Regions from separate parts of the Mus musculus genome. Here all the other regions are linked to region 1. Evidence: chromatin contacts called from public promoter capture Hi-C data. All regions are on one chromosome and are shown on one strand. The core of a region is the stretch at or near the end of the contact, and the rest is flanking DNA. Distances in the headings are between cores, read along the strand shown. Region 1 holds the start of Atxn3 (ataxin 3). Region 2 overlaps Ccdc88c (coiled-coil domain containing 88C). Region 3 holds the start of Btbd7 (BTB (POZ) domain containing 7). Region 4 has its middle 26 kb from the start of Ppp4r3a.

The links. Promoter capture Hi-C pulls out the DNA fragments that hold promoters and counts their contacts.
Region 2: a contact with region 1 is called in a promoter capture Hi-C map of hippocampal neurons, with 2.1 times the contacts expected there. The contact joins the enhancer-like site here to the promoter of Atxn3 in region 1. A contact is called at or near these places in 6 of 39 promoter capture datasets (the 3T3-L1 cell line, 3T3-L1-derived adipocytes, hippocampal neurons and 2 more) and 2 of 115 datasets of contacts at active chromatin or transcription factors (astrocytes and thymic regulatory T cells).
Region 3: a promoter capture Hi-C map of pre-B cells shows a contact between it and region 1. The contact joins the promoter of Btbd7 here to the promoter of Atxn3 in region 1. A contact is called at or near these places in 3 of 39 promoter capture datasets (cranial neural crest, liver and pre-B cells) and 1 of 484 Hi-C or Micro-C datasets (uterus).
Region 4: a promoter capture Hi-C map of stem cell-derived epiblast-like cells shows a contact between it and region 1, with 5 times the contacts expected there. The contact joins the enhancer-like site here to the promoter of Atxn3 in region 1. A contact is called at or near these places in 8 of 39 promoter capture datasets (3T3-L1-derived adipocytes, the HPC-7 cell line, cranial neural crest and 5 more), 1 of 15 datasets of contacts at CTCF or cohesin (pro-B cells), 4 of 484 Hi-C or Micro-C datasets (brown adipocytes, cardiomyocytes, cerebral cortex and 1 more), 6 of 115 datasets of contacts at active chromatin or transcription factors (astrocytes, embryonic limb bud, embryonic stem cells and 3 more) and 1 of 9 other capture datasets (adipose tissue).

What each region holds. Positions count from the first base shown.
Region 1 is chr12:101,956,779-101,959,694 of GRCm38.p6, reverse strand. Atxn3 (ataxin 3) reads left to right here and starts at 1,452. Exons shown (of 11, transcript NM_029705.3): 1 at 1,452-1,561. The coding sequence starts at 1,538.
Region 2 is chr12:100,978,412-100,981,327 of GRCm38.p6, reverse strand. All of the region lies in intron 4 of Ccdc88c (coiled-coil domain containing 88C), which reads left to right. Among named protein-coding and RNA genes, the nearest start is that of Gm36756, 6.8 kb to the left of the region's middle. Within about 2 kb of position 1,512, at least 49 of the 459 cell types and tissues checked have an H3K27ac peak or open chromatin away from gene starts, as enhancers often do. A contact at or near this core is called in hippocampal neurons, where this site is marked.
Region 3 is chr12:102,876,880-102,879,795 of GRCm38.p6, reverse strand. It overlaps Btbd7 (BTB (POZ) domain containing 7), which reads left to right and starts at 1,354. Exons shown (of 11, transcript NM_001377026.1): 1 at 1,354-1,580.
Region 4 is chr12:101,108,553-101,111,468 of GRCm38.p6, reverse strand. No RefSeq gene overlaps it. Among named protein-coding and RNA genes, the nearest start is that of Ppp4r3a, 26 kb to the right of the region's middle. Within about 2 kb of position 1,503, at least 4 of the 459 cell types and tissues checked have an H3K27ac peak or open chromatin away from gene starts, as enhancers often do. A contact at or near this core is called in stem cell-derived epiblast-like cells, where this site is marked.

The DNA.
Region 1 (2,916 bases), core at 203-2,702:
GGCAGAGCTGAGAGTTCTAAGTCTTCATCCAAAGACTGCTAGTGGAAGACTGACTTCCAGGCAACTGGGGTGAGAGTCTTAAGCCCACACCCACCGTGACACACCTACTCCAGCCAGGTCATACCTATTCCAACAAGGCCACACTTCCAAATGGTGCCACTCCCTGGTCCAAGAATATACAAACCATCATAAGTACCTTTAGTTGCAGAGATATTTAAGCTCAGTATTTTCTAAATTAAAAGCCTTTTCTTCTCTTCCCAAGACCCTACTCATTCTGTAAAGTATTTCTGGTTGGAGTATCACTTCTGCTTTACATGGTACCTAGAGCAGAAACCCACAAGTCTTTCCTAACAATACCCCCATCCCACCCCAGTCCCTCATCAAAGTCTTCTGTTTCCTAAAGCTTCAAAGTGGTCTCTCTCCATTCTCAAATCACTACTGGAGTCCTGACCACCAGAGTCTCTTCATTTCTCCCCAAATGCCTTTCAAGTATTGTTCCCCAGTGATCCTCTAAAATCCTAATTTGACCCCATGTCTCTAGTTTTAAAAATCTTTAACCGCCTGTAGCTTTTTTTTTTTTTTTTTTTTTCCCGGTAGGGAGGTGGTGGACAGGGTCCTCCTATGTAACCCTGGCTACAGGCTGGCATAGAGCAGCTGTCCTCCAACACAACATATGCCTTCCTTACCTTCAGGTACAATGAGCCTTTAGGAGACTGGGCCTTTGCTACATTGAAGAACCTAAAATGGTTCCACCATACAAGATACAACGCCCAATACAACGCTTAATCTTTGTCAATCCCCCCCTCCCCACCCCCATCCCCTGCGCGAGCCACTCAATATTTTGCTGGATTTTTCACTTCCTCACCAACGCTTCCTCCTTCAGAGATGGCGTATTTACCCCAGGACCTGATATTCATTCCAACAGCCAACTATGTTGGACAGTGTGCTGTGCTAATTTCTTCGTACCTACATTTCTTTATTTGTATAATATTACAAAAGACACACACACATCAAAAAATGCCGTATTAAATTGCGCTTACAACTGGACTATTCTAAGTCAGTCCTAACTAAACATTAGCTATAGTTTTTACACAAATATTAGGTATGTGGAGAATGCCTCTTCTGGAATGAAGTCTTCAGTGGGAGAGGAGTTGCTCACATAAAGATGAGGAGAAAGGACCAAAGAAGGTGGAGATGGAAAAAAAAAAAAAAAAGAAAAAAAAGAACCTAAAACTTGGCTGCGAGGATTCTCTTCTAGAACCCTAGAATCACAAGATTGTCCCGCGTAGAGAAGTTCCTCCGCACAGCAGGCGGCGCCGCAGCATCACGCTTGCCGCGGGGAGGACCAACGCCGCCCAGGTCACGTGTCCCGTGCTCCCGGGTTCGCGTGCCTCGTGACGTGCGCCCGCAGTAGTGATTGGTTGGCGAGAGGCACGTGGCTAGGGCGGGGCGGACCGGGGCTGAGGGGTGGGGCCGGGGGCGGAGCTGCTGGAGGGGGCTGCTCCGCGCCGGGGCCGTTGGCTCCAGACAAATAAACATGGAGTCCATCTTCCACGAGAAAGTGAGTGTGGGCGTTCGGTGGGGAGCCGTCCTCGGCTCGGCGGCGGGCGTGGGGAGCAGCGACGCCGCTTCAGGAACTCAGGCGGGGCCCGAGCGCCCCCATCCCGACCTGGCTGGGTGAGGGGTGCTTCCTGCCTTCTCCCCATGGCTCCGCTCGTGAAGCCTCCCGCATGCGTTCCCGGCACCCTCGCCCTAGAAGACCGGGCGGGTAGCCTGGGCATTTCGGGGGGCTTCACCCGGAGGATTAGCGCGGGCGTTCCTTGTCCACTTGCCACACCTTTTCGGGTTTCTTCTCTCTTCTCTCTTAGGGTCTAGTCTAGCGAGTCGCCTTTTCAGCACCTGGCGGACCCTTCCCAACTCCACCCACGCCCCCTAACCTGTCCTCTGGCAGATCCAACTTTCTCTCTCAACTCAGTTCTATAATGGAATGCTCCATGCATTTAGATCTTGATTATCCATCCCACGTCTTTCTGCAGTTGTGACCGTGGCTTTCCCATTAAAGGGCCTGACACTTCGGAAGTAAAGTAGGAAACCCCGGAGGGAAGTCGTCATAAGAGTTTTTATTACGGGGATGTTTGGGTTGTTCTCCCATTTTTCCGGACCAGGAGGCCAGCTTTGTTTTTAGGTATTATGGATAGATTAGAATCGTTCTACTGTGTGATTTGGCTTAGTCTCTTCCTCACCTTAATTCCTAAGTGACTACGCTTAAAAGTATTGCTGTGACATCTTGAGAAACTGGTCTATGTTCGCATACAATTATCAAGTCATTTGGGTGTTTCTCGGACAACCATGTTTCATAATCATTTTAGGTTTGGAGAGGGTTGCTAGTTGAGACTATTATTTCGTTGGGAGCAAAGGCCTTTGTTTTTATCACTTGTAAAGGAGCATTGACTCATAGTGTTTAAAATCCACGCACAACAAAAAGACAAAAATGATGTGAATCTAAGGACGTTGTTAAATGAAGTGCTCTTAAGAAGACATTTTGAGTGTTTTGGAACTGGAACAAGTTAGTTTGTGACAGGATTTCTTGTAGCCCAAGTTGGCTCCAGACTCCCATCGTCCTGTCTCTGCCTCCTGAGAGCTGGCTGGGATGATGGCCACGTGCTATGACTGAGTGAGCTCCCCCTCCCGGCCCCCTCCCCACATTCATTTGTAATTAATTTTCCAAAGGTTTTGGAATAAGACCCATTTTAAACATGTTATATTTTGAACACTGTATACACTGCTTCATGAGACTCTTGCCATTCATTCTATTTAAAAAAAAAAGTTACTGTTTGTGTGTATGTGCTGGTGTGGAGGTCAGGGAGGACTTTATAAAGTTCTCTCTTCCCAACTTGGTGTGAGTTCCGGGTGTCT
Region 2 (2,916 bases), core at 263-2,762, 980 kb after region 1:
CTGAGCTTTTTTTGGCAGATGGCTCACACCACACTGTTAATCATAGCATTCTGACGTTTGACGTTAGGTTTGTGCTGTTAGCACATGTACCACAATGGAACAAGGTCTCTGATCCCAAAACAGTATGAATTCACTGTGACACACCCTCCTGGCGCCACCAGCTGCTCTTCTCTTGTTTGCCACACTCTTCTTAGTGCAGCCCTCTTGGCCTCCTTGTCCTATGTATCCTGTCCTGTCTTCCCTTTTCCCCTAGCTCCTTTGAGCAAACAGTCTATCTTATACCCCAGTGCCTCCATCAGAGCCTGGCATTAGTGCTACAGCCTATGTGCAGGAGGCCTGCTCCCTTCCCTCCATATGCTACGCCTTTAAGCCCAGCTTCCTACAGCTGTTTAACCAGGGACTTGGAGACATAAAAAAGGTCATCCGGGTGAGGTTCAATCCCTGCTCAGTAACAGCTGTGTCTTCCTTAGGCCAGAGATGGCCCACAGAGAGAGCCGCACCATCTTGCCAGCTGCATAGCCATCGAGCCCATTTGTTTGGTTTACTGGTGAGACCGTTCTGCAGGAGCCTCGTGAGGAGCAAGGGCTCACATCAGCTCTAACTGTAAAACGAGGAGAGACTTTCGGTCTCTCGGCTGCCAGGCCTGTCACTGTGCCACACACACAAAAAGACTACATTTGTCTGACAAGAAGCCAGAGTGTTAGCAAATTAATTTCTGCAGTGCATCATAGAACAGTCTGGAAGAGAGCTTGGTTTTTTTTTTTTCTTCCAAGGCCTGTATCCAAGTGCGGTAGTTATTTACAGACTTATAAACTGCTGATCTCATCTACATTGGCTAAACTGGAAGGGAAAGGGCCATAGAAGTACAGAGGCATGGAGGTCAGTAAACATGTTTAAATCCATACATTATGCAGACATCATGGTTTTGGGGTATTTGGCTGTAGGTCCTGAGCAGTACTGGCCGCCACCATTGCTCTGCTCATGCTAAATACCAGTTTAGATTCCTGGGGTCAGTGGAGGTTACGACCCCATGTGTGTACTTTGCAGGGACCTGTCTGTGAGTATAGCTGGAGTTCTTGGGGCTAGCTGTTAGTGGGGCTGGCTGTTGGTCCCAAGTGTTCCTTATATGACACTTGAACATAGGTCTCCAGGAGCAGATGTAGCATTTGGAGGGCTCAGAGTAGTCTGTGCATAGCTGTCCTCTTCGACCACAAGCAAGACCCTGGCATGTCTGCTGTTCTGGTTGAAGGAGCCACAGGCCTGCTTTCTGGCCCCTTCCAAGGAGACACAAATGCCCTTGCATATTTTTTCCCTCCTAGCAGGCTGCCCCTTGGCTGGAGCCTTGCAGGAGGAGCTCAGCCCAAACCTGTTTCCCAGCCCTTGCTGTTCAGATGGTCACTCGTGGGTCCAGTGAGCCGGGAGCCACAGAGAAGTCCCCAGTGTATAGAGGAGAAGGCATAATGGAGGCCACCCCCTCGTGCTTCTCTGTGCAGAGGGATGATTCATTTTACCCAGGCAGGAGGAGAGTGGTAGTATTTGGGCAGGGATTTGATGAGCCCTTAGCAGAGAAGGCAAGTCATGCTTGCTTTCTGTCACAGAACTAGAACACTAGAACGTGAGATGATCGCCTCTTACAGGGGAATGGCCTGATCATGTTGTTGGGATGCTGACACACATAATTCAGTTCTTTGGGACCTTGAAGCATATGTTGGAGCAAAACTACTCACATTAGGGCCACAGAGCAAAGGTCATGGTGTGCCTCAGTGGGCAAAATGTGGACCTCCCGTTAGGTTCCTCCTGTTAAATCTCTTTATTATTCTTCTGTGGGACCAGGCCTTCAGCACATGGGCCTCTGGGGGGCATTCTCCATCCAGACTGTAGAGGTGAAGAGGGGTGTCAAGGTGGGAGGAGCTCGGGGTTGGAGATGTGCAGGATCCAGCCTACTGGGAGGACTGCTTCAAGGCGGCCATGTCTCCTTACCCTGAAGTTCTGGATCCATGGACGCCTCCCTCACACAGCCCACGCGGAACAGCCCTGCACAGCTAACTGGGGTGGGTACCAGGGTGGGCATGCTTGTTCTACAGGCCACCTCCTGCAACCCTGCAAGGGTACAGGCTCTACCTGTCACCATCCACCTTGTTGATAGCTAGGTTGCTCCCCTCAGAACTGAAAGGGTCCTCCCCAGCTGCCCCCCCTGCTGTCCTACAGTGGGGTGGATGGGGTGACAAGGCTGCTGAGAGTCTCCATGTGGCTGCTGAGCCGTTCTTGGGCCCTTTCTCCAGCCTGCCTATGCCTTTGTCTCATTATTCAGGCCTGTATTTGTTCTAATCCTATTTCTTTCTTTATTTACTACATTTACTCTGTGTGTGTGGGGGGGGGGGGAGAGTGTATGTACACCACAGTGTAAGTAAGATCCTATGACGGCCCTCAGTAGCCTGTTCTCTCTTTTCCATCATGTTGGGGTGGGGTGGGGATCAGTCTCAAGTTGTTAGGCTTGGTGACAGGCACTTTTACCAACAAGCATCTTGCTGACTATAAATTGGAAAAACCTTTAGTTCTTTGAATGAGGAGAGAGAAAAATGTAAGCGCTAATGGTTAATATTTGTTAACTTGATTCGATTGGGATCCACGTGTGTTTCTGAGGACATTTTCAGATCGAGTCTGGGACTGAATTAAAAAGAGGAAAAGGAAGAAGCCAGCGAGTACTACCATTGATCTCTCTGCTTCCTGACTGCAGATGCAGCATGGGCAGCCACCTCACTGTTTGTTACCACAGCTTCCCACCATGACGAGACTATTCCTTCAGACCACGACCTGCATGCATCTTTTGTAAAGTTGCTTTCTCTAAGTACTTTGTCACGGCACTGAGAAAAACAGCAAATACAGTCAGTTTGTAAAACCCCCATTCTTACCAGG
Region 3 (2,916 bases), core at 105-2,604, 920 kb before region 1:
ATTGATGGGCCTGATGATACACACCCTTGTAATCCCAGTGCTTTAGGTGGAACTAGGAACAGTTCAAGGTCAATTTCAGCAAGCCAAAGTTTAGCCTAGGCTACATATGGGTCTCAATACAAATACTTTTCCCCTCCCATACCCCAATCCATTGAGAAAGTAAATAAGTGTTAAGGGCTGGTTAAATCTTTAATTGATTAGGTTAAATCGAGTTAATTTATTGAGGAACTAAGGACAGGAGCTTTTTATTCAGAAGTCCTTTTTAAAATGACCATAAAGAGGCCCAAAACATGGAACAGTGATTTAAAGCACCTGTTGCTTTTGCAGAGGGCCTGGGCTCGATTCCCAGCACCCACATGGTGACTATACCACCATCTGTGACTCTAGTTCAGGGGATCTGTGGGCACCCATGTGGCGCACATACATTCAGGCAAAACATTCATACACATAAAAAATTAATCTAACACTATCAAAAAAAGAAATGTAACAGGAAAGACTAGGGAAAGACGGAAAACGCAAATTCCTGAAGGACACTGCCTGGATTCTTGGCTTGGCTTGCCCGCTTCCCTAGCTGTAAAACAGTGATAATAACGCGGGTCCCAGCTACCTCAAAGGGCAGTTTTGGCATCCAGACAGAAACCATGTATTTAACTGTGTTTTGAAAACTGTAGGGCACTCCATAAATGTAAGCCGTTTTTGTTACTGCCTCGCTGTAATTATGGCAAAATCACAAACAAGGGCTGTTTATGGAAGAGATCTGGCTCTCCCATGGGGGGCACTGTGAATTCCATCAGCCTAGTTCTTTGTTACTGAAACTTTTCAGTATCTTTTTTTTCTCAAATACTAGGTAACTAGCAAAGTACTACATATAAAAGTACCAAGAAGACAAAATAGTTTTAGAAATTCTTAACAAAAAAGAAGCCACAGAAACGCAAAGTCGGCCAGGAAGGAATTTTCCTCCGGATCGCAGTTCTTTTTGAGGCAAGCATTTTATGCCAACACCCGGTGGGTGGCGGCTGCCCAGAGGAAACGAAACAGTGGAACTGGCCTTCCCCTGCATAGCGATGATTATTCCATTTAGATACAAAGAATAACAAGCTACAATTCCCGGAGCTGTGCAGGATGCTGCAACAAGTACCCCGCGCCCCTTCGCACCTCCCTCGGGCAGGCAGAGCCAGAAGAATGCGCGCGCACTCGCCTCTTGGCCTGAGCCCCTGGGAACGCGCCTCCCTAGCCTGCCCCTCCTCCCCAAGCCGGCGCGCCGACGTCGGGTCACGTGACGTGGGCGAGCCGACAGCGGGGGCGGGCGGGGCCGTCCGGCTCCGCAGAGCGGCGCAGGCGCGCCAGGGCCGCGCGAGGCGAGCCCCTCCTGCTCCCTGTCGGAGTCAAAATGGCGACGGGGGGAACCTGGAGTGGTCCCGGAGCCTAAGCCACTGACAGGAGAGGGGAGGGCGGCGGCGGCGGCTGGAGGAGAATGGCCGCGGGGGCTGGCGCCAGTGCGGACGACGGCGCTGGGGGCGGCGGCGGCGGAGGCGACGGCAGCGGTCCCAGCAGCAGTCGCGGCGGGAGGAGCCTCCGAGGTGAGTGTCCCTCGGTGTCCGAGGCTTGAGGAGCCGTCTCGCCGGCCCCGCGCGGCCCGGGACGTCCGGCTGCCGGCAGGGGCGGTGGTTGGGCGTGGTGGCGCCTCGGCCGAGGCCCGGACGCCGCGGGGTTGCCGAGGCGCTGGCCAGCTCGGCCGTCTAGGGCCCAGCGCGCCGGCGGCGGCGCGGGACGGGGGCCTCCCGGTCCCCGCGCCCTGAGGGGCGGGCCGGACAGCGCGCCGCCGAGCGGGCCGTGACCGAGGCGCGGCGCTCAGGGCCGGAGGGCGCGCGGCTCCCCCACCCCCGCCCGGGTGGCCGCCGGGACGAGCCCCTAGCGCCGGGCTGCGAGGGGCGGGACCCGCCGCACCCTGCGCTCGGGAACCCACACCCGGCGCGGACTCCTGTTTACGGGCTGCGGGGTGGGCGTGAGGCCGCTGGGGAGGGCCGGAGCTTGGGGGGGAGGGGGGAGCAGGCCTGGGGAGGACCACTCCCCGCGGGCGAAGTGAAAGCGTCCCGGAGTGAGTGCTCTGGGAGGACCGAGACTGGCGTTGAGCTTTGACAGGTAGGTGGGGGAGACAATACGGAGCGGAGCTTCGGCTGGAGCCGCGGAGGCTAAGCTAGCTTAGCTCCCGGGAGGACTTGGCGAAAGGCGTGCCTACCTTCCCTCCTGCTCTGCTGTTTCTCCCTTCCACGCACTCACACTCTCGCTCTCGCTCACACTCCAGGGTGAGAACTTTCTCGCCGTCTTCGGAGAAACTCCGAGGAGTGTTGTATCCGCTTTGAACCACCACAGCGCCTCTCCCATACCAGCACACATAATAAGTACTCTGGAGTAGGCCGAATTTGCAGAGCAGTCTCGGTTCTCTGGCCCAGGGCACTGGCCCCTCGGCTCAAGCTTCTTACAGTGACGGAGCAAGGAAGAAGCGTTTTTTGCAGATAAATTAGCTTTTCCAGCAGACGTTATCTTTTGTCTCTGCGTAGCGTCTATGGCTCACCCATTACTCACATTGTCTTCTTTGTAAGTCTGGAAGAAAGACTTGAAGTTATATGAACCGTACATTCTTCATAGCAGCTGTGATTCGACTGGTCTTGGAATTTTGGAGTCAGGAACACCTTTAGAGATTGGGCGTGTTCTAAAGTGGGGGAATTGGACGCGGAAAGGTGCGATTCTGTGGGTCATGTAGCTGGGGAGGGGTGAGACCTAAACTAGGATCTCGGCTTCTGCAGGTGAGGAAGAGCTCTTTTCACTCCACTCCAGCACTACTGTTTGTGGGTAGCTTTCACCACCGCTGCTCAGCTCAATCCCTAGGCCGTTGCACAGTAAAGTTGAACACAG
Region 4 (2,916 bases), core at 254-2,753, 850 kb after region 1:
GCAAATTACATTCAGATACAGCACATCCCCTTGTGTCTGTGTCTGTTTGTCATCCTTTTTGCCGACTCCTACCCACCTGTACCGGAACTCTGATTTCTCCCGAGGATTGAGGGGGGCAAACTGAGGCTGGTCCACGGCACTTGTGTAGCAATTTCCTCTGAGTGAAACATTCACTATGAATTGAAACATTCTCTCCTGCTGGAGAATCAGGAAGTAAACTGTGCTAGACTAACTAGAAAAAGGAAAAGTTAATAGAGAAAATGCTCCCATAAGACTGGCCTATAGGCAAGGTTCTAGGGATACTGTCTTGATTGATGATTGATGTGGGAGGGCCTGGATCACTATAGACACTGGCACTCCTGGGCTTGTGGTCCTGGGTAGTATACAAAAGCAAATTGAGCAAGCCAGGATTAGCAAGCCAGTAAGCCGTATTCCTCCCCTGCTTCAGTTTCCACCTCTGCTTCCCTCTATGAATTGTGACACAGGCTATGCAATCCAAATAAACACTTTTCTTTTTCAGTTGTTTCTGGTGATAGTGTTTTACCATGACAATGTACACCCTAAAACAAAAATTGGGTCAAAGCCATGGGGTATTGCTGTGACAGACCAGACCATGTGTTTTGAAAATGTTGTGGTGACATTTGGACTTGGGCTGGAAAATCTGTTGAGTACTCAGTGGACTGTTCAAAGCAAAGAGCACTTCAAAGATGAGTGCTGAGAGAGATGCAGGCGATGGAGATCTGGCTTGTGAAGTTTCAGAGGGAAGTTTGAGAGTTCCTTAAACACTCTCTACTGGGGCCAGTTTAATATTTTGAATTAAGAATCTGTGTTTCTGGTTAGCTGGAGCTGAAGAATTGGCTGTGGTTAACAAGAGAACCACACAAGCAAAATTTTTGCTTTACTGGGATAATAAATATTGTCAGATGGGGATGAAGAATCATCTGTGATTAAGATGAAAACAGCATCCCTAAGGTAAAAATCTCCTGGGACATGTTTCCTCAGGGTCAGCACACAGGTGTTGTGGTCCAAATGGGAGCCAAGGTGCTACGCCCACTCCAGTGAAGTCTGCTTGACAGGTTAAAAGGCCTGGAAGCACTCACAAGGCAAAGAGTTTCAAGGAAACTATGCCTCCTGGAACCTTGGCATTCCCATAGCACGTATACTCAAACCCTATCCCCTCATTAGTCTGGTGTTTGGATCTGTGTGCTCTCTTTCACTATTGTTTTATTATAAGTGCCTTTAAGGATTGATTTTTGACATAGCTAAGCCTCCACCAGTGTTCCAATGGTTCCTAGAAAATCCTTGAAGCTGATGATGAGCTTGGAATTCAGTAAGAATGTTACCTATTCAATAACATTCAAATTCACTTCTAGTAGAGACAGTGAAACCAATTAGGCATTACAAAGAACAGAGCTAGAAAAGCTCTGGGCTAGTCTGCATAGTGATTACTCAGAACTCAAACACAGGAATACACAATGACCTAGCAAATAGGTGGGTTGTCTCATGAAAGAGTTAGTGGAAGGGAATTTCCCTGGTGCAGGTTTCTTCACTAGTCCCAGAGGAATAGCATTAATCAGGTATTTACTAAAGAACCCCTGGTGGTGGGTTTAACAATAGACTAGCATTACATCAGAGCATTCACCTGGCTCCATTTTAAGTGATAAACTCGGCCTGGTCCCCATCATCTTTTGATGTATGCATTCCTTTTGTTTTGTGTCACTGTAACTTGGCAGATGTGTTCACCTGACTTTTCTTGTTTTTCTTCTGTATAAAAAAGTCTGGTGTTTGTTTGGACATTACATTCAGATCCAACACACTCTCTCTTGTCCACGTCTGTTTGTCACCCCATTTTCGCTGACTCTATGCCCATCTGTCCGAGGCCCTGATTCCCACAGATTGAGGGGGGCTGACTGGGCCTGGCCAGTGGCACCAAGGCTGCATCTCATGCTGTCAACTGTACTTGATAATATGTAAGAGTCTCTCAGGTAGTACAGGTTTTGAAGCATGAAGGAGTCATGGATATGACCAAGCCCAGTCAGTCAATGGGTTCTCCAGCTTAGGACTGAGGATTAAAATGAAAAAGGCAGTTAGACAACATTGTAGCCTGAACCCCAGTCAATTCTGAGACTGAAAGCAAATTTAATTTTCCCAATCTGCTTTTTATACCATTTTAATTACATGCAAGTATTAAGGGCAAGCTGTACAATGATGAAATAACAAGGCAGTAAGCGAAGTCCCATGATTACTCCTGTGACAGTTGTTTCCAAGGGTTTGTCAGAATGACCAAAATACTTGAGCACACTTCCTTGTCCAAGCCCAAAATCTTGCCTGAACCCTACTTCTTTTATAGCCTAAAGTTAGACTCTTTTGGAAACTTACTTTCTTATCATGCCCTAATGTCAGATTCCTGCCTGAGCTTACTTCCTTGTCATGGCTATTGTCAGATTCCTGTCTGAAGCCCATTTCCTTGTCCTTGACCAATGTCAGACTCCTTACCAAGCAGCACCCCAAAAGGCTTTCCACATGGATAGCTGCTAAGGTTTGGCACTATCAGAGACCAAGAGAGGCCAGTTTTGAAGGGTACAGCCTCAGTTGCAGTAGAAGCCCCAGATTTGAATGAGAGAAGCTGAGGTTTGACACTAATTGGCAGGGTCAGAGTCCCTGAAAAGAAGCCTGGAGAGGCTATCAGTGAATGTATAGCCTAGTTGTAGCACAGACCTCTCTCAGTAAGGCAGGATGACCACCAAGTACAACAGTTGTAGGGAGGAACTGGCTTGAGCCTAGGAGATAAGCTGTGTGTAATGTGGATGGCAGAACCATACAAATGCCAAAGCCCGTTGGAGCAGAGAGGATCCTGAGTGGGTCCCAGATATCAACATTTTAAACTATTAAATTTTGGTTTTGCTTTGACTTGAT